Linked DNA regions of Mus musculus: region 1 is linked to region 2. Evidence: chromatin contacts called from public Hi-C data. All regions are on one chromosome and are shown on one strand. Each heading gives the region's core, a stretch centred on a gene start, on an enhancer-like site or on the middle of the called end of the contact. The rest is flanking DNA. Distances are from core to core; before and after follow the strand shown.

Region 1 (4,968 bases), core at 678-3,177, 310 kb after region 2:
AGATTGAAGCAGAGACGGAAAACACCACAGAGCTGTCCAGATGCAGAGTTCCAGAAAGTCCCTTTCAGTGATGGCTCAGAGCTACTGTCACCAGCTAGCTTCCTTTGGTCACTACTATGTCAGAGCTGGGAATCCACCTGCCTTGGTTTCTTGGGTGGGAAATGGTCTAGAAAATCGCCTGGGATTCCTTTCCACCCTGATACTTCTTTGTTTGCTTTGTTTGTTTTGTTTTCTTTTTGTTGTTATTGTTTGGTTTTTCAAGGTGTGTGTGTTGGGGGGGTGGGGGGGAGGCTAGCCTTGGCTGTCCTGTATCTCACTCTGTAGACCAGGCTGGCCTGGAACTCAAGGACCTCTGTTTGTAGATGTTTGTTAAAAGTTAAAATTTATGAAATTCTGATATTTTTATGATCCAGCTCTTGTATTTTCTTTCCACTCAAGTTGACTCTTTCCGCTGTCCCCTAGCTCACCAGGCACATAAATGACTGACATGGATTATATAAACACTCTGTTACAGTAAATCAATAGTATGCTTATCCCAGAGAATCTAACCAAATAGTCTGACAGTTTCACTGCATCCTTCCCAGATGCTCAGAGCACCTGACACACCCAGAAATTCCTGAAGGACCAAAGAGAGAGAGAGAGAGAGAGAGAGAGAGAGAGAGAGAGAGAGAGAGAGAGAGAGATCCAGACACCCAGACACACACCACAGCCTGCTCCCAAATATGTGTACAGGAACCCTGAGCCAAGGGCAACTGGTTCCAGACTGGCTTTCACCTCACACAGACCCCATCACTAAAGCATGCCCCAAATCGGGTTCCATAAAACACTATCTCACAAAGATTGTGAATCTGAGGCCTGCAACTAGGTCAGCAGAGAGCAGCTTTAGAAATGCACATGAGTTAAAACTGTGAAGCAAGAGATGGGGCGTGTACCGAGGAAGAAAGCCTTGCAGTGGAGATAAGTGGGGAGGGTTTCACCATGGAGAAAAAGCAGGCAGACTGAATGTCCCAAGAACAGCTTCTCCTGAGGCATGATGTTGGGTTCAAGGTCCCCTGCAAACCTTCTTAAGATGAAGCATCACTGTTCCCGAAAGTCGGGAACTTTCTGGAATGCAGAAGCAGGAAGACCTCTGTGGGTTTGAGACTAGCCTAGACCACATAGTGAGTTCCAGCCAGGATTACATAGACCATGTGAAACAAACAAACAAACAAAATTCAGCAACTTTCTAGCCTGGGACCTAGAAACTTTTGAGTCACTCTTCTGTGCCTAGAGTTCAGTCATACTTAAAAGCTTACTAAGTGGGCTTGCCCAGCAGTTAAAAGGATTGCCAGACAAACAAAGGAATCTGACATTAGACTCCCCAGAATCCACATAAATAAGTGCCTGGTGGGCCAAACAGCTTACCTGTAATTAATTCCAGTCTCAGAAGCCAGAAACTGGGAATCCCAGGAGCAAGCTGACTAGCAAGACTAGCTACATCCGTGAGCTCTGAGCTGGACTGAGAGACCCTGCCTCAAAAATTAAGGTGAAAGAGCAATGAAGACAAGCTCCCCATATCAACCTCAGGCTGCCACATGTTCAGGTGACATGCAAGCACGTATGTGCACAGTACATATGTGCAAGTAAAAAGAAGGGGTGCCCTTAACTGAGCCACCTGATAGTTTATAACAGAGTTAAAATTTCAGTTAAGGAGACTTCCCAACATCTATAAAACAAGCTGGCCTTCTTTGCTGGCCCGGCGAGGGAGGTTAGTTATCCATCCATAGCATATTCTGCAAGCCTAGCAGATGCTCCTAAGTCTAAAAACTATAAATTGTATGGAACATTAAAACTCTGGGAAAGGAAAATAAATACATGCTTATGCTTGGGATACAACTTTATAGGAGTTTACAAGGAAGAATTTCATCATTACCCTACACTGTGGACTCTGGACCTACAGGGTGAGGTTCTGCTCCCAACGCTCCAGCTTCAAAGCTGTGCAACCCCGGCTGGAACCCTTCCGTCCTCAGTTGTATGATGATTAACTGAGTTAATGAGGGTAAATGCTTGTGGTCTCACTAATACTCATGGCTTGTCATAAAGGAAGGGATGGACTTTACTATAGGCACAAGAGCTGAGGGCCGTGAGAAAACAACAATTTCAATTATGTGTTTACACCTTCACTTTCACTAGTCTTACTGCATGAAGGCTCCCCAACAAGACTGGAAAGCTCTGGCAAGTTGGGGAACACCTCTTATTTTTCCTTTCTTAATCTCTCTTAAAATGTCACAGCTTCAATCAGACACCCAATCATCATTAAATTCTTAAGAGAGGAATGGAAGTCCACACATATACTCTACCATAAACATTCCCTTTACTGCAAATACATTCAACTCATTCCGTGGAACTATTTTTACTTCAACTTTCCCCACACAGACTCAGTTTGCCCTGCTGCTTCCTCTATCTCTTCACGGCTTTATTCAGAAATATGCAAGAGGATTCAAACTTTCTGTGACCATATCCCTGCTTGATAAACATTTCTCTCTCTTAGAAGCCTATTCTTTAAATGCATACAATTTTCCATATCTGCTCCCTGTTCAAAAATCTTGCAGAAACAATTGAGGATCACTCTGACTCATTCCTAGTCTCTTCTTGACTCCACTGATGGGCTCTGAATCTGTCATAGTTGACTGATCGCGACCTCTGTGCACACATGGAATTCCTAGGGGCATCCTTAGACCTTTCATTGCTATATCCTTTGCCTTGATTCTATAAGAATCCAACCATCCTTTCTCTGGCCTGTGCCACAGATGTCTTCCACATCAGTACCATCTGTAATCCTGATGGAAATGATGGCTGAAACTTGTTGCATCTGCTGTAGGACCTGTCTTTGTAGTAGGAGTAATGAAATTTGGCTCTCCAAGCAATCCATCTTTGTGCAGATAGCCCTAACTAACCTGCAATTACAACTTGAAAGACAGACACCCCTGCGGGAGACAAAAGAAAGTGAACCTAATTCTTTTTCTATGGAAAAAAAAATCCCACAATTTTGAAAAAACATCAACTCCAAAATCTATAATCTAAGTTGATAGAAAAATAAGAAAATTATGCAAATTAAATAAAATTTGCATTCTGTTGTTGACTTGAGCTATGGGATGAGAATAATGTCTGATAAGAGAGAAATACAGTGTTTTGTAGAAGGTCTGGAGGAGGTTTCTGTTGGTCTGTTATTATTTGACATGTTTGGGGACATACAAGAAAAGAAGCACAAAGGTGACTGCTGTTAAAGAAATCTAGAAGAGCCAACTACATTCATTTTTCAAAAGTTCATTAAGATGTTAATTCTTTCACTCGCTCAAAATTTTAAATGTTTTATGTAGATAATAAATGCGTAAATATTTTAAGACTTTTCAATCATCTGTTTCGTTTTGGTTAAATGAATTGTTGAAAGGTTTCCTTCCAATGGCCTGGACATTAATAATCATCAGGGATAACCAAAAATGTTTGTGAGATTCTACTGACCTTTTAATCATGGAAGATAACAAATCTCTAGCCTTGGAAGAAAACGTAATCCTGTTTTACCTTATTCGGTACACTTTCTTCTGACATAAGAATGCAGCTACTATCTTTCTGTGGCTACACTTGTCAGTCTGAGCAGCTGGAGGACACCCATCCCCCATAGCCTATTCTTGCCCTGTGAGCCAACCACTCGGCCCTCAATACAGTACAGAAGCTTAACCATCGAATCACAGGGGAAAAGTCAGCAGTTGTGGTTGCTTGATTCAGAGTTCCAGGGGGGAGTCAGATCCAGAACATCATGCACACCAGGCACGTACTCCATCATGCAGCTATATCCTCAAATCTTCGAAAGTCAACGAGTCAAAGAGAACAGATCTCTCCATACCATTATTAATGAGAAATACTTTTTCACAAAAAAACTAAAGAACTGCGGAGGGAAAATTATGCTGGTTAAGTAAGACTTCAAAGTTTACTTAATAAGATACTCCCAGGATTGTTTCATATAAAACCCTCAATCTTGAGAAGTACTAACAAAATAAAAATTATACGCGACAACAGAGAAATGTGTCATGACTCTTACTCACCCTGTTTCTTGAAACATCTTACATAGCTATAAAGTAGGGTAAAAATTTCGTTTGTGGGAGTTTGCCAGCATGATTTGTATGAGACATCCATCTATGGAAAAGGAGCATTAGGCTAACTAGATTCAAATCTAGGCAGTATTGTTTCCTAGGATACACCTTAGGCAACCTGCTTAACCTCACAATGACTCAATTTCTTTACATAAATAAAAGGTGTATACTAGTCTATACCTCAAAGAATGTTATATGAGTTAAAACGATAACATAAAATTCTTACAACTGCTAGCTACATCTTAAGTATTCAACAAATATTTGATCACCACTAGTATTGCCTTTGTAATCATTGCTAGGCTAACAAGTTTCGGTACATATATCTATGAATTATGAATCCTTCAGAAGACAGTGTGAGATGCTATTATGGATGGGCCTTGGTGCTATTCGTATGTTGACGCAAATTCCACTCTCCTGGGAGGGGCTGCGGACAAGGAGTGAACTATACTCAGGTGACTTCAATCCCCTAATGAATAAAGGAGCCAATCACTGGTCGAGTAGGCGGGACTTCCAGGTTGGGCGGAGGAAGAGAGGAAGCAGGGGAGAGTTAGGACCTTTTGGATGGGGATAGCATGAGGATAAGATGTAGCTATGAGTGTCTCCCGGCTTCAATGGCGAGTCCTAACAGATTCACCACTGGAGAGTTTAGATTTAGTAAGGTTTACAAGATTAGGATTTTAGTTGCTGCGCCCTACAATCCGTTTCTGAAGTAAGTTTGCATTGTGTTTTCCTTCAAAGTCCGTGGGGGGATTTGAGGCACTGGGTTGGCATGATAGTGACCCACAAGTGGGAACTTAGCAAGTTGGGTGGAGAGATTTTGTAGTTCTAAGTCAGAGTC
Region 2 (4,476 bases), core at 1,258-3,757:
GGTAAAGAATGAACCTTTTGTCAGCTCCATCCAAATGATCTGTTCTGAAACAATGAGATAAAACAGCCTGGGCCCCTCTCCCTGATACTCGATTATAGAGCAGAAGATTTTATTGATTTAATGAGGGATCGAGGTTTTTTGCCCAGCACCCCTTGTGGCAGAGGAACAAGTCTTACTGGCAGGTACCTCCGCAGAAACGCTTCTTTCAGATCCGTTGGGTTATTTTTTAGAAGTGCATCTTTCTGGTTTTGGCTCTGAGAAGACCCACAGCAAAACTTCCCGGGCTACATGAAGCAGTCAAACTGCCTGCAGTGATTTCAGTATGTATCTCCAGGCAGGGAGAGGCACAGAGGGGACGCTGCTCAGCGCTGCAGGGGGAGGTGGCAGGAGAAAGCAGTTTGAATAAAGAAGGAGAGTCAGGGAGAGGAGACAGAAAAAGAAATGACGTTTCTCTCTGCAAGAGTCTGTGTGCACACCTATTATTTCTCAGTGCTATCTGTGTCTATTTCGGCTCGGTCCCTAACCCCTCCTCCCTGCTCACCACCCTTCCGCTGCCCTTCCCCCTCCCAGTCCATTACCCAAGTTTGATCAGAGAAAAAAAAAAGTAGGGAAGGGGCTTCAGGCACTGTGGTCCCTGTGGCCCTTTCTCTGCACAGCTCCATAATCTTTTTGGCTTTTGTTCTTTTCCTCTTTGGGGGGTCTCATGATATTATTATTGACATTTTCATATGGTAATCATTTGAATTCTGTGTGTCTTCTTTTCTCACTGCCCTATTTTTTTACATAGCATCTGACTTCATTGTCCACTGAGCTGTGGTGAAAGGGACACTGCCAGTCACCTGCTGACCAAATTTAAGCAGCCATCTACTATTCAGACCAATTGTGCTGTTTGTTCATAGACTGGACAGCCAGAATTCCTGTTAATGCAAGCCTATGTCTCCATACACGGTGTACATTTATTTAAATAGATTTATGCATTCCACCCATAGATTAAACCCCCCACCACAACCACCATCACCACCACCAAACTCCCCCTGGTGTTACTGTTTCTCTGATAGCTAGCTTGAAAAGAAACAATTCCTAAGAGCTTGTGGTTTCCAAAAACCCAGCCCTTCCCCCCTGCCTTTCAGTTTACACAAAATGAGGGCCCGCCCCTCCCCCACAGCCTCTCTGCTCTTTGCCTCAAGCCAGTCTGAAAGCAGGGGGCAAAATCATTACTTCCCAATTACCTTAAGCCATGCAAGATAACCTCTCTCAAGGGCTGCTAGTAAAATATGCACACGGTTCCAGTGTCTAGACAGTTATGAAATATAGGTGAAGGGCTTGGCCGCTGCCGGAACCCTGATGCATCCCAAATGAAGTGCTTTTATTAAAGAAGTATAATCACCATGATAACTAATTACGTCAATACCACATAGTTAATTAAACCCATTATAGTTACTACTCCCTTGGGGGAGAGGTCAAATAAAGCCACTGTCTTCTTGATACTACTGTGATAACAAAAGAAGGAAAAATTAAGAGAAACAATGCAGATCTCTTGTCTTCTGCCCCCTACACACCCTAATATTCACTGTCTATTAAGTCACATAAGAGGGTTTCCAAGTGTAACTTATACCTGAACATCGCTAGGTTTTCAAAAGACCACTTCTGAACATACGTCTCCCTTGAGTATAAGCCTCCCAACTGTTGGCTTGAAGAGTGAATGAATGAATACCACTGAGGTTTTACTAATATCTTGCCAAGAGACATGATGGAGAGGAGGGCTTATGTTTCAGTTCATGCTAGTTTCACCACGAACACCAGGAATGTGGCCTTGTGCTCCCGGGCAGGGCTGAGTGGGGACTGTGGCAGCAACAATGAAGGTTAGGTATTAAAGCTTATTTGACAGCCTTTAAAAGCACACAGATTCTATATGCTGTGTTTCAACAGCAACCTAACCTCAGTGTGCCAGATGCCAAAAGGATTCAGATATGAATGTGGAAGCAGAATTGCCAAACTCCATTGCATATGACATTGGCTTTCAGGAGAATTTGAATATGCAGAGATAGAGAAAGAGATGGGGAGAAGAAAAGAGGGAAGGACATAGGGGGAGAGAGAGAGAGAGAGAGAGAGAGAGAGAGAGAGAGAGAGAGAGAGAGAGAGAGAGAGAGAGAGAGTGTTAGATGCTAATCTCTAGACAATAAAACCAAGATGTTTTGAGCCTCCTCATCTGGAAATTCACCAAGTCATTATATCAGTGTCCCAGTGCACCTTCTTCTCAAAGAAGTTCATTGTACATAGAACAGATTTGCATTTACTTCTGCTAATTGACAAAGAAAACTTTGTATAGAAAGGCTGGGCACAGAGAGGACAAATGTGGCCAGTCTGACCCCCTGCAGGAGAAGGCAGCCAAGCAGTAGAGAGAAGAGGTAGAAGAGGAAGGAGAAAGAATGCTTTGATCCTAGCGCGCAGGGTGTAGAGTGAGCACACTGATGTGGCAGGCAGGCAGCACACTCCGAGCCAGCTCTGACCCTGCTCAGGCGCAGGTCTAGAAAAGAGTCAAGAGAAGAGGAGAGTCCCAGGCACTGCGGAGCTCGGGAAGGCTCCAGGGACTCTGCTTGTTAAGACTGTGGCTGCTGCTAAGATAATCACCATTGTTATTTTCAAACTCCCAAAATTATAATATTGCTTCTTCTGCAAGATGGGCCTGATTATTTTCATGCATACTGGAGGCAAAGGCAGCACGCAAAGTTCACTTAGGTGCCAGGAAAGGCAAAGGTCAAGGGTTGAGCCTTTTATTTACCCAGTGCTAAAAGCTGATACATGTTTGGAAAGAAAAAAAAAGCTCTCATCTCAACCCTAAAACCTCCTTCTCGGGCATCTCTGCTCCCTTCCCAGATTTACCATGGCATTTGGTGAACCTGGCAGAAAAGACAAGTTGGGGGGGAGGGGGGGAATTTTCATAAGCTCAACTGTCACATCCGGGAGACTCCTTGTCACCAGTAACACTCCAAGTTCCCTTCCACCCCTGCCTTTGTCCTTGTAAATATTGTTAGAAATGCTTCTTTCTCTTCGCCCTGAAGGCCATCTCCATTCTGCTTCAGCTTCGCCTCTCCCTGACCGGTCTCCTTCCCTTATCACGTCAGAGTCCCCAAAGGATGCAGACTTTTGTAGCCGAAGGTCTTTCTAATCCATACTTTTCACCATCACCCTTCTTCTAAGAAGGCTTCTTCATAATTCAAAATCGATCTGAGAACCATAAGGAGACTTATTATGGCATCAGAAGGGCCATGAAATGTTACATGGACTTTCAGTAAAACATTACCTAAGGTTTTCTTGATGCCAGACTTTTTATCACACATACAATAATAGCATGTTCTTCCTTTCTAAAAGCGTGACTATGGTCATCTAAGAATATTCACTGAAGTCAAGCCCTCTCTTCTCATTTTTATCACTTTGTTAAAGGGATTTGGAGCAAATGATTTATCATGTTGTGGACTCAGTTTTATCATTTGCAAAATGATCAACCTCCTTGGCATGTCTAAGTTACATGCTGCTTTCCTTTTTTTTCCCCATTTGTACTTTATGACCTGACGACAATAACCATAGATACTGGCCATGCTACTCTTCAGAATAAGCTCTGAAAAAGTTCACAGAAAACAGAACCAGGGTGTTCAACTGATGGTCTCTGTAGGAACGTAAGGATCTGAAACTGAACCCAGAGGACATTTGATAGCATTCTGATCTCTTCTCAAGCACAAAGTAAGTATGCATCTAGTGAACGGAAAGTTTCTTCCACCATATTTAAAGACAAGAAAAGACCTGAGTACTTTGGCACTTCCATCTTTCTTATCAAACTAAAACTAAACTGATTGTCATCACTGTGTTTGGCTGTGTAGTAAAGCTCTAGTCCTCAGAGTACCATTGCTAATCTAATGTTAGTGGCACCTTTGAGATATAAGAGCTAGGGGGAAGATTTTAGGTCACTGGGGTTGTGCTCTCAAGGGGAAAAATAGAAAAACAGTCTTGTTGTTTCACTATGTTCCCTGTGTTACCTGAGCACAAGACATGATATCCTGCTTTCCTCCTCTAAGGCCTAATGGCAACAGGGCTGCTTGACCTTAGACTGAAATCTGTAGGCTCCTGAACCAACATTAGTCTTTTCTTTTTCTTCTATAAGTTAATTGTGCCAATAATTTTATTATAGTGACAGAAATGAACTTAGACATTTATTATTTATTCAAAAAAATAGACTTGAGAAAATCAGCTCCATAATTATCCCAAAAGTGCTTTGACCCACTAGAATACTTTGCAGTTTGTATTGAAGTTCATGTTATTTTAAATTCCAGGATTTATATCTTGATGCCCAAGCAAGCAAAAATATTTACTTTATAATTACAAAAAAAAAATGTAATGCTATCCACATGTACACAGATCCATGCCTTTACAATTCTCACAGTAGACTATATTTTATAACCTGATATTATTTTGTTGATT

The links. A called contact is a pair of places that touch in the nucleus more often than the background predicts.
Region 1: a Hi-C map of liver shows a contact between it and region 2, with 2.1 times the contacts expected there. The contact joins two enhancer-like sites. A contact is called at or near these places in 2 of 484 Hi-C or Micro-C datasets (liver and myocytes).

Annotation. Positions count from the first base shown.
Region 1 is chr10:17,644,629-17,649,596 of GRCm38.p6, forward strand. The region is part of intron 3 of Gm32543 (a long non-coding RNA gene); the gene reads right to left. Among named protein-coding and RNA genes, the nearest start is that of Gm32656, 13 kb to the right of the region's middle. Within about 2 kb of position 1,928, at least 22 of the 459 cell types and tissues checked have an H3K27ac peak or open chromatin away from gene starts, as enhancers often do. A contact at or near this core is called in liver, where this site is marked.
Region 2 is chr10:17,331,359-17,335,834 of GRCm38.p6, forward strand. No RefSeq gene overlaps it. Among named protein-coding and RNA genes, the nearest start is that of Gm20125, 240 kb to the left of the region's middle. Within about 2 kb of position 2,508, at least 33 of the 459 cell types and tissues checked have an H3K27ac peak or open chromatin away from gene starts, as enhancers often do. A contact at or near this core is called in liver, where this site is marked.